Linked DNA regions of Mus musculus: all the other regions are linked to region 2. Evidence: chromatin contacts called from public Hi-C and Micro-C data. All regions are on one chromosome and are shown on one strand. Each heading gives the region's core, a stretch centred on a gene start, on an enhancer-like site or on the middle of the called end of the contact. The rest is flanking DNA. Distances are from core to core; before and after follow the strand shown. Region 1 overlaps Arhgap28 (Rho GTPase activating protein 28). Region 2 has its middle 22 kb from the start of Gm36312. Region 3 overlaps Arhgap28 (Rho GTPase activating protein 28).

The links. A called contact is a pair of places that touch in the nucleus more often than the background predicts.
Region 1: a contact with region 2 is called in a Hi-C map of muscle stem cells, with 6 times the contacts expected there. The contact joins two enhancer-like sites. A contact is called at or near these places in 1 of 39 promoter capture datasets (the 3T3-L1 cell line), 20 of 484 Hi-C or Micro-C datasets (the 3T3-L1 cell line, 3T3-L1-derived adipocytes, the C2C12 cell line and 12 more) and 4 of 115 datasets of contacts at active chromatin or transcription factors (double positive thymocytes, embryonic fibroblasts, fibro-adipogenic progenitors and 1 more).
Region 3: a contact with region 2 is called in a Micro-C map of granulosa cells, with 2.5 times the contacts expected there. The contact joins two enhancer-like sites. A contact is called at or near these places in 5 of 484 Hi-C or Micro-C datasets (cranial neural crest, embryonic fibroblasts, granulosa cells and 1 more), 8 of 115 datasets of contacts at active chromatin or transcription factors (the NIH/3T3 cell line, cardiomyocytes, craniofacial prominence and 5 more) and 1 of 9 other capture datasets (adipose tissue).

Annotation. Positions count from the first base shown.
Region 1 is chr17:67,987,706-67,990,688 of GRCm38.p6, forward strand. The region is part of intron 1 of Arhgap28 (Rho GTPase activating protein 28); the gene reads right to left. Among named protein-coding and RNA genes, the nearest start is that of Arhgap28, 15 kb to the right of the region's middle. Within about 2 kb of position 1,431, at least 144 of the 459 cell types and tissues checked have an H3K27ac peak or open chromatin away from gene starts, as enhancers often do. A contact at or near this core is called in the MC38 cell line, Sertoli cells, embryonic fibroblasts and 4 more, where this site is marked.
Region 2 is chr17:68,163,553-68,166,929 of GRCm38.p6, forward strand. No RefSeq gene overlaps it. Among named protein-coding and RNA genes, the nearest start is that of Gm36312, 22 kb to the right of the region's middle. Within about 2 kb of position 1,754, at least 107 of the 459 cell types and tissues checked have an H3K27ac peak or open chromatin away from gene starts, as enhancers often do. A contact at or near this core is called in the MC38 cell line, Sertoli cells, embryonic fibroblasts and 4 more, where this site is marked.
Region 3 is chr17:67,954,504-67,957,860 of GRCm38.p6, forward strand. The region is part of intron 1 of Arhgap28 (Rho GTPase activating protein 28); the gene reads right to left. Among named protein-coding and RNA genes, the nearest start is that of Arhgap28, 48 kb to the right of the region's middle. Within about 2 kb of position 1,313, at least 21 of the 459 cell types and tissues checked have an H3K27ac peak or open chromatin away from gene starts, as enhancers often do. A contact at or near this core is called in granulosa cells, where this site is marked.

The sequences.
Region 1 (2,983 bases), core at 181-2,680, 180 kb before region 2:
GCCTCATCTGTCAATCATCCCTCTCAAGGCTCCTCTGCAGGATCCAGCCGCCTGCTGCCCCCACGGCTGTACTCAGCTCCCCATTACCTCCCACTCCTGCATCCAACTGGCTTCTGCCTCCATAACTCTATGAAACCCACAGCAGCCAAGTTCATCACACTAAAAAGAGCCCATGAATGAGTCTCTGTTGTCACCCTCACTTGCCATTTTACCATTGTTGATGCTGCTGATAAATGGTGTTGGCTCACATGTCCCTGCCCTCCTGGTTACTGCCATGGCTTTCAGGCCCTGCCAACCTCCTCCCATCCCCCTAGCTAGTAAAACTCTTCAGGTTCCATCCACTGCTGTCTTTAGGACTCTCCCACCCAATCCTCCCCAGTCCAGATGTGACTGTCCTCGACACGAGTCTCCCACGAGCAAATGTTTCTCAAAACCTTCCTAGACATCCATCCTCAGAGGACTGTCTGATGGGCATCCAAGCTTCTCTGTCTCACCAGCCTACAGGACCAAATGCCACCTGGGAAACTCAGTGCTGACCCGCAATCACCATTTATTCAATACCTAGAATGTCAAATCTTAGTCGATACCCCCAGACAGAACACAAGTCATGGTTCCTAAGGTCTGTTGTGTAGCCACCAAATTCTACAAACTTCTTTTGCTGGTGTCCCCATTTCATTCATGGCCACATGACCTGCGTTAGGTCATCCCCACCTGAACGACTTTGTCAACCAGCTACCATTTTTCCACTCCTTTTAAAGTCGTATTTTATAGTCTAGAGGAATGGAGGCTGAGAACTCACTGGGCTGCAGGAAAAGTAACAGCCAGGAAATTATTGCAGTTTTATTTATTTTTTCCCCCCGAGACAGGGTTTCTCTGTGTAGCTCAGGCTGTCCTGGAACTCACTGTGTAAACCAGGCTGGCCTTGAACTCAGAAATCTGCCAGCCTCTGCCTCCCAAGTGCTGGGACTAAAGGCGTGCGCCACCACTGCCCGGCTTGAAACTGCAGTTTTAATTTTATGGATCTCAATCCAAATTGGTCTTAAACCAAATTTAGAAAACAATGAATGAAAATTGGTTTGAGGAGGGTGTGTGTGTGTGTGTGTGTGTGTGTGTGTGTGTGTGTATGTATGTATGTATGGAGACGTTGAAAGAGACAAAGGGGTGCGCAGCCTGGGTAGGAATTGGTTAACTGATGGTTAGTGTTCCTGAACAGCAAAGCATTCCCCTGAACTCCTAGCAGAGCTGGTGCTGAAGTGTCACCTTGCATAGCAAGGACTTTCTGAAGCTCTGGCATCCGGGGAGTATCGCGTTTGTTTAGGCTCGGTCTAATCAGAATTTGCCGCAGTGGGACTTCTTATAAACAGTGAGTCATGTTGTTTTAGCTGGCCCTGACTCAGGGCCTCACAGGGCATGACACAGCCTCAAACACACAGGCACAGCGTACAAGGCCAGCTCCCTCCAATGACACGCGCCAGAAGCCAGATGAGGACTCGTCCTCCAGTACTGGGCTTTCTGCAACTAACCACAATGTGGATTTGACAGGAAATAGTCTCCAAGTAGACCTAGAGATTCCAGAGATGGTTCAAATTAAGAGGGAATGGAGTTTAGGTTAAAAATTCCAGGCCCAGGCATCTGTGCTTGGGTTTTCAAAACAGCATGTGTGGAAATTTTCAGTCAGCTCCCCCCACACACCCCACCCCTCCCCCATCCCCCATTAACTGCTTGGCTGCTTCACTGAGGTCAGTAAGTGTTTTTCTTTCGGATGCCAACGAAACATCACAAGTCTGTTTTGCCAACTCTGAGTTACACTGGAGGAGATAACATGACCGGGATGTCGTCCCAGCACCGGAGAGGAAACTGAGGAAATTACGTTGTCACTGATACTACCTCTTTTTAAAACCTTGGTGTTTCCCAGCAAGGAGCCCCTTTTCCCTCCTTGTGGTCCTGGCTCTTGGTCTGACTGAGTACTGCAGACCATGTCAGGGGCCTGAATGGATGCTACACGGGAGCTAGAAGCAGGTGACCAACAAACAGCCAAAGGACCTTGAGAGCAAATAAGCCCAGAAGCCCCAACTAAAGACCTGTTTCCCTGCCTTGCCTCTCTGATAAAGCCATGGAGGCTCTGCCTTCCACGCTCCAGTCACCCCTGACAGGTCACAGGAAGCTTAGTTTCTGTCATCAAGATACTCAGAAGTCCTAGGCTGGCTAAGTGCAGGGAATGTCACTTCCTAAGAGCAGGCAGTTAGCAGGAAAGGCCACACAACTATTTACTTGAAGCTAACAAATTGTCCAATCACGGGGCCTTCTTCGCTGTCATTAGAACTAAACTTTATCGACCCCAGTGCCTGAGAAAACAGACACGGGCAACCAGAGCCTGGAGGCAGATCTGAATCTGGCTTCCCCAGAAGATTCAAAGCCAGACCAAGAGGTCCAGTTTCTAAATGGGGGCCATCTTAGGTCAGCATCCTCAATGTATAAGGATCGGTGATGGATAGGGGTTGTGCTTAAAGCTTACAGCACAGGAGGCAAAGGAAAACAACAACATCCCCCCCTCATCCTGCTGTTGAAAACCAGGTATTCCTCGGTTACCTGGCTGGCCTCAAATTCCTGGACTCAGCTTCCCAGGTATCTGTCGCTCAAGGCGTTCTCTTGAAATTATATGGAATGCCCACAAGGATCTGGGACACAACTCAGCTTCTAAAGTAAAAGCTGAGACCTCAGAGCCTCAAACGACAAGCGGTCGAATAACTGAATGGGTAAGAAGCCAGCAATAGTAAAAACCTTTCTGGATACACTATAACCAAGAATTGATTTAAAATCACACACACACAGACACACACACACACAGACACACACACACACACACACACACACACACACACACACACACAGGACCACCTGCAGGTGTTTGTGGCAGTGGAGTCTCCTATTGTGTCCCTCCACACTGCTCATGTCGGTATGCTGCACCGACTAAAGCACCTTG
Region 2 (3,377 bases), core at 504-3,003:
TGCCATAGGAAAACACTATCGCTTTTCAGTTGAGAGATTTTCAAAGGGATAGACCACATGGCGAACAGAATTCATCCAACAAAGACAATGGAACTGTTGTTTGTGTTAGCCGTGAGTCTGTTGGCTGAGCTTTAGAAAAAGTCATTTAGAAAAATTCTATCCAAGTAACTGGAGAGTTGAATATGCCAAAAATTGTGACAAATTATGAAGCTGGACTTAAACCAAGTAACACATGCCTGGCTGATACATAATCTCCACTGTGGCCAAACGCATGCTGGAAAATTAACCTAGTCACTCACATGGATAACAGATGTGACAGCTTGGGTTATATTTTTGCAGTCAGACATTGAAAAACATTTATTCATACAGTTTCCTTTGAAATTGATGGGAAAAAACACAAAAGAACTTACAAATGAACCCCTGGCTCAAATGGATTCTTAGAGTCAGAGGAAGCTATTGCATTTCTGAAGATACAAGGAATTTATTGATTCCTTCCTCAGCCTGCAGACCTCCTCCTAAATGACCCTTAGGATTCCTTGAAGCTTACAAAGCAAAAACCTCAAAATAGACCTCCCCAGATCCCTGAGGGTTAGCAAACCAACCCTCCCTTAATCATGCTTCCATAGGATCAAATAATGCCTTGGGGGGTGGGGGTGGGGCAGGGTATTGATTTACCAGTTACAAGAAAAAATAACTTACTTTTATACACATAGTTACTTGGAAACCCATTAAGTGACACCATGAACAACAGTGACATCTCAGATGAAATGGCAGTAGGCCTTCATACTTGCTGGGGGTGGGTGGGGGTGGGTGTCAAACTATGGAAATCATCGCACCAGATACTTGATATACAGTTACTAGCATGCAAGCTTAGGCCGGTTCTCCATCCCATCTGTGGGACTCCAACAGGGGTAGGACTCCAGGTCGGGACAGGCCAGGTGACAAAGTGAAGTCCCTGCTACTTCTCTTTTTAAATTGCTCACCATAGACTTTCTTATAGTCAGCTAGACTTTGACTCCTCCCAGGTGGACAAAATGTCTTCACTCTTTCCATGACCAGGAAGTAGGATCAACTTAGAAGTCTCCCTTCCCTCAAACCCCTCAGAGTTCTTGAAGGAGCACATACAAAATACAATTATCAAAATGCTTTTCCAGAAGGTGTGCTGTGACAATGGAGATGCCTTCAGAGAGTAGTAGCCCTGCCTCTTGGATTCTGGGGATGAGTAACTTTTACTGGGACGTGAACTGTGGAGAGGCAGGAAGTCCAAGGGCAGAGGCGCCCAGCTGACTTAGATGTGACTCTCAGCCAAAGGAGCAAAGGGAGAAGAGACAGCCTAAAGCCAGGATTGTCTTGCTGAGGAGCTAGGCTTATTCCCAGGCTCAGGGGAGTCATTGGGACTTCACTAAGGGAACCCCCTGGTCTCTTTGTGGTTCCATCACTTGACTGACATCTGATTGGCTGACATTCACTGACTGACTGAATTCATCTGCTCTCATTAGCTGCCTACCCATAGGACTGATTTCTTATTAATGTTTTCCCATGGCACTGAGGGCAAGGAGCCCTTATGCTATGACTTTTGATGAAAACAACCCAGCTGGAATTGCTTTTAACTTAACCCACTACATATAGATGGCTGTTTATTAACCTGCATGTGCAAAAGCACAGGAGAAACCCGCCTCCCAATTATCCTCAGCCTCACTCACTGTATGAGCTCTGCCTCCAGCCCCTTCAAATGCTTAGGCTCGGTTTCCTTCTCTGAGTCACACGTAATGAAGTGTTTGCTGAAAGAGTCCACGTAGCTCCCAGATGTGTCTCACTCTGAAAATATCTTAACTGGTATGCCAGAATTTTCCAACATAAAGCTAAAAGCTCCACGTTTATCTAATATCTTCAAAGAGAGTATTGTACACTTAGCTATAAGCTTCCTGGAGATTACAGTGAAAGAAGAAAACAAAACAAAACAGGAGAAAGTGTGGCTTCTGACCCTGAGGATTGGCAGTCTAGGAGAAGCTGCATAGTCACAGGGAAATGATAGGAAGCGCGCTGCCAAGGAGGAGAAACTTGAACATGACATCATCAGGACAGCCTCCCCCTCACTGCTCTTCAGTGTCACGTCGGTAATTATCTTTCCTGGAACGAAGGCCATGCATGGGGCCTTCGTGCTTTGAAGATAATGTTCACCAGGAAGGAAAATTTTTAAACATCATCTTCCAATTCTGAGCTCCCGGTATCCGCTCACACAGAAGCCTCTTTCCATACCGAGAGCTCCCGTGCTTGAGTGCAGAAATCACTTAGCTTTTCTCCTGCTTTTTTTGTGAAGCTCTTTTGCCAGGTGTGAGCTCTGAAAGCAAAATCAGACAGTGAAAGCCACTGCATGAAAGGAAATCGGAGCAAACAGCTACCTCCTCCCAGCATTTCTTCACTTGTGCGTTCATACTAACAAGCACAGCATAGGACCATGGAGAACCAACCAACTGACAGTTGGGACCCATGGGGGGGGGGTCACATCCGAAATTATAATCTTCCCCAAACTTTGAACATCAAGGACCATTCTTATTCAATGGGAGGAAATACTTGATCAGATTTTTTTTTTTGCGTAGTTTGCTTATTTTATTTTACTATGAGCCCATCCTTGAGCACAAATAAATAACTCATGCTTTATCATTAAAAAGTTTGAAAAAAATCCTGAAAACTCAGGAAAATTCTATACAAGTCACTATTAAGTCCCTTCTACCTACAAGAGGCTCCTCAGAGAACCATTCCCTGGCCACTGTGCCCTATAGAGGAGGGCAAGCTTCTGATGCTTTGGCAGAGAAGGCAGGGAAACTGAGGTCTGGCACAGAAAGTTCCCCGAGATCCGGGAACTAATTAGAAATACAACCGTCAGGCTTGTGGGATTCTATAACACAAGGTGGCTTCCTCAGAGGCTTGCCTGCTGCTTTCTGCTCATGCGGCCTTCAGCATCCCCATAGAACCCTGGCCTGGAAGGTGAGCAATGGCTTCCATGATCCTTCAAGGCCAAGGAGGAGACAGGTATAGTGCACCCAGGAAGACTCCACTTCTCTCATCCATTCTTTTGACAACATCTCACCAGATCTGCATTTTTCTGCCAGTTCACTGCCACCTAGTGGTTATGTTAATGTCTGTTTTGCATAAAACATTAGGAAGACATAACCCATTTCTAATAGGATGGAAATTGTGAATTTAGATAGAAAGAAAATTTCATTAAAAAACAAAAACAAAAGAAAACCCCTTACCTAAATAAATATGGGTATAGTAAGATACACTTGTCCACCCCGTCCCCATTCTTCAGGTGGAAGTGCAGCGAGATGGATGGCTTAGCTCAAGCCTTGCATATCCTCTAGCCACAAAACTGC
Region 3 (3,357 bases), core at 63-2,562, 210 kb before region 2:
ATAGGTCTGACAATAAAGGAACAAATATCACAGAACTGTGCCTGCTGTCCACAGATCCCAAGTACACACACATCACAATAAAAAAATGGTTTTCCTTGTTCTTGTGTGCTGCCTTATAGTGGGTAAAACTTTCCTACGAGCTGGCTCCAATAACTAACCTGTAAGGAATAAAGCAGGGAAAACAAAGTCACACGGAGGGGTTCATCTCCACAGAGGAATATTTGAATTGTTACATTAATTCCAAGAGGGCAGGACTATTTCTTTTTTAAGGCGAGTAACAGAGACAGTATCTCTTGCTCTTTTTCTCCATCCTAACTTGCTGCAGAGAGGCTCGGCTGTGCTCAGAAGACACAGATTGGTAGGTTAACCTTCATAGTCTACAACTGATTCAAATGCTACGAAGACAGATGGAAATCACTGTGGCACAAAGGTAGCATGTAACAAGGGAGGGACATACAGCCTGATATTAAACTTGCCAAGTACACAGGTTAAGGACATGGCTCAGTTGGAAGAGTGCTTGCTTAGTAGTCATGAGCCCTGGGTTTGTTTCATCCTCAGTACCACGGAAAATGAGCCTTCCTGGAACATGTCTGTAAGGACCTGCACCAGGGAGGCAGAGGCAAGAGGACCAGAAGAGCATCCTCCGCTAGAAAATGAACTGGCTGGCGGCCAGCCTGGGATACATGCAACGTTGTCTCAAAAGCAGAATGCAAAGCACCAAGTGAGAAGGGCATGGGTTTAAGTCCACTTCCAGCTGTATGAGCTCAGACAAACTTCTCAATCTCTCTGAGCTGTGCCTTCTTCATGAATGAAAAGGACCACCTTGTTAGGTCGTGGCAATAATTAAATAAATCATAAACGCCAGCCCCTTAACGTAGTACTTTTAGAAATTCCCCAATCGACAGCTCAGATTTAGAGAAACAAAATCAAACAGAACACATTTGAATGGACAGAGATGTTTAAACCCGTCGTACAATAGGGGATTCCTTCTTATACCTGGAAGAGTCTGAACACACAAGCTGCCCCCGAGCCACATACTTGATACATGAAAGATGACGTAGGAAAGGGTTTCACAAAGAGTGAGAGTCCCAAATCGCCCCTTACCTCTCAACTGTCATACCCCTTACCTGTCTGGGACGTGCCTCCACAGTCCTGGGTTCAATCTGAACACTTCAGCTGATCCTGCACGCAGTAATCTCCTGCACTATTCTGTAGAGAGTCTCCAAGGGTGCCTTAATGTCTAGAAGACTCTTAGCATGTCCTCATAAACTGATGAGATTGTCCCTTCAACTATAAACAAGTAGGAAACCAGATTAAGTCTAAGAAACTGTTTACAGATATTAGACACAGGAAGTATCGGATACGGTCCAAAGACGAGGGACCAAGCAGGGCTTTCTGGGAGTTAATCCCAGCTCTCTCTCTGTCTGACAGGAGGCTCCGACTGCAGAGGGAGACCAAACTCAAGAGCACTGTGGTCTCCTCCAGCTGGGGGCACAGAATGGCATTCTGGGAGGCTCAGGCAGAAAGAATCTGCGAGGGAAAGCACCAAGTGCCAGACAGGAAGGAGGGAGGCAGACAAAGAGCTCAAGAATCCACAAGGCATTTCCTTGGGTTTGAGGCTGAATATCAGGTCACGGTGTTCAGGGTCAACTTTATGGAGTCTGACAAAAAACAAATGAGTTTCTATAAGTTAAACAATCCCCAAGTCCCCTTTGCCTGGCTGACATGTGAGCCTTGTCCAGTTGGAATAGAAAGTCTTTGTCAGAGAGACTGGGGCTTTTAGGTCACGACCTCAGAAGTCTACTTTGGTGAAGCTCAGTCATTTCTGAAAGGCTACTCTAGGTCTGCCCTAAACATTTTAATGGAAATAAGACAAAACCTTCACTTATCTTGCACTAAACAGCAACAAGACGAACACAAGCCCAGCATTCAAGCCAACGTAACTCCCATACAAGGAAAGAAAGGAAGGACGGGCACAGGGATTTAGACACAGCTGGATGGAGGACCTCACACACCAGCAAATGGAAGCCCAAGTGTAAACATGCTCAGATTACGAAAACGCCTAAAAGGAAACACATGAAGGGACAGATGGAAGACAGGAACCTTGAGACTCTCTGGAGATGAAAGATGTGTCTGAAATGAAGAATATATTGGGCAGGCTTATCAGTCCATGACTAGTCACAAAACAAGAGTCCAATAAATTTGAAGACTAAACAATATGAAAAAAAAAAAAACTGGAACAGACAAGGTTAGGGAAGGGGGTGCAGGAATTGAAGAGTTTCCCGGTGACCTGTGGGACAAAGAGTAATCTAACAGACCAGTTAATGGAGTCCTAGATAGGGAAGGAAACCAATTTTAAAAAATAGCGGTTGAAATCCCCCACCCCAAATCTGTTGGAAATGATAAATCATAGCTTGAAGAAATTTGGTGAACTCCAAGAAAAGACAAGGAAAAGAAAACCAAAGTCTCGTGCCATGATACCCTCACGGAAAAGCAAATCAAGAACAAATACCAGAAGCAACAGAGTAGAGACAGAGAAGCTACGTCCATAAGGACTAGGAAAGAGGGAGCATAAAGCAACATCAGAAGAAGCTACAGCCAAAGGCAGGAAAAGGGCATCTCTAGAGGGCTGAAAGAAAAAAAAAATACTTAGCTTCTAATTCTATATCCAGTAGAGTATTTTCTTGGAAAATAAAAACGGGATAAATAATGTCTTAGACATACCCAGGAACACAGAGGACGCACAGGCAGCCACTCTGCCCTTTAAGAAGTGTTGGAGAGGATTTAAGTTCTGGCAAAATGATACTCAATGGAAACTTGGAATAAAACCAGAGAATCAAAGCTTTTTTTGGGGGGGGGGGGTGGAGAGGGAACACAAAAAGAAACTGTTTTCTTGCTTTTTATTTCTCTTAAGAGTGACTTAAAACAAGAATAGCAACAATATTATCATACAGCGTGTGACGGATGCTGCAAGTGCATTGTGTGGCAATGGCAGCCAGCAGTTCAGGATGGAGAAAGCAAAATCACAAAGGCATCAGGGCCTTACACAGTCAGTGAAAATGTTATGGAGAGTTAAAGTCTGGTAGTGTAAAGTATAAAAGCACTGAACAAAGAGATGTATCATGAAAGACAAGACAAAAACAAAAAAGGATTTAAAAAATATATTTTTTTCAAGAATCCAAAAAGAAGGCCAGAAAAGATGGGGGGAAATGTGAAGAGGAAATAGTGGGCAACTAGAGTTTGCACATATCCACCACCCACAGGAAACACACTCTAACTAGAAAGACCCAGGCACCACACACAGCTACCATCAGCAGGAAACACACTGTCACTATAAAACACAGATACCAGCTACAT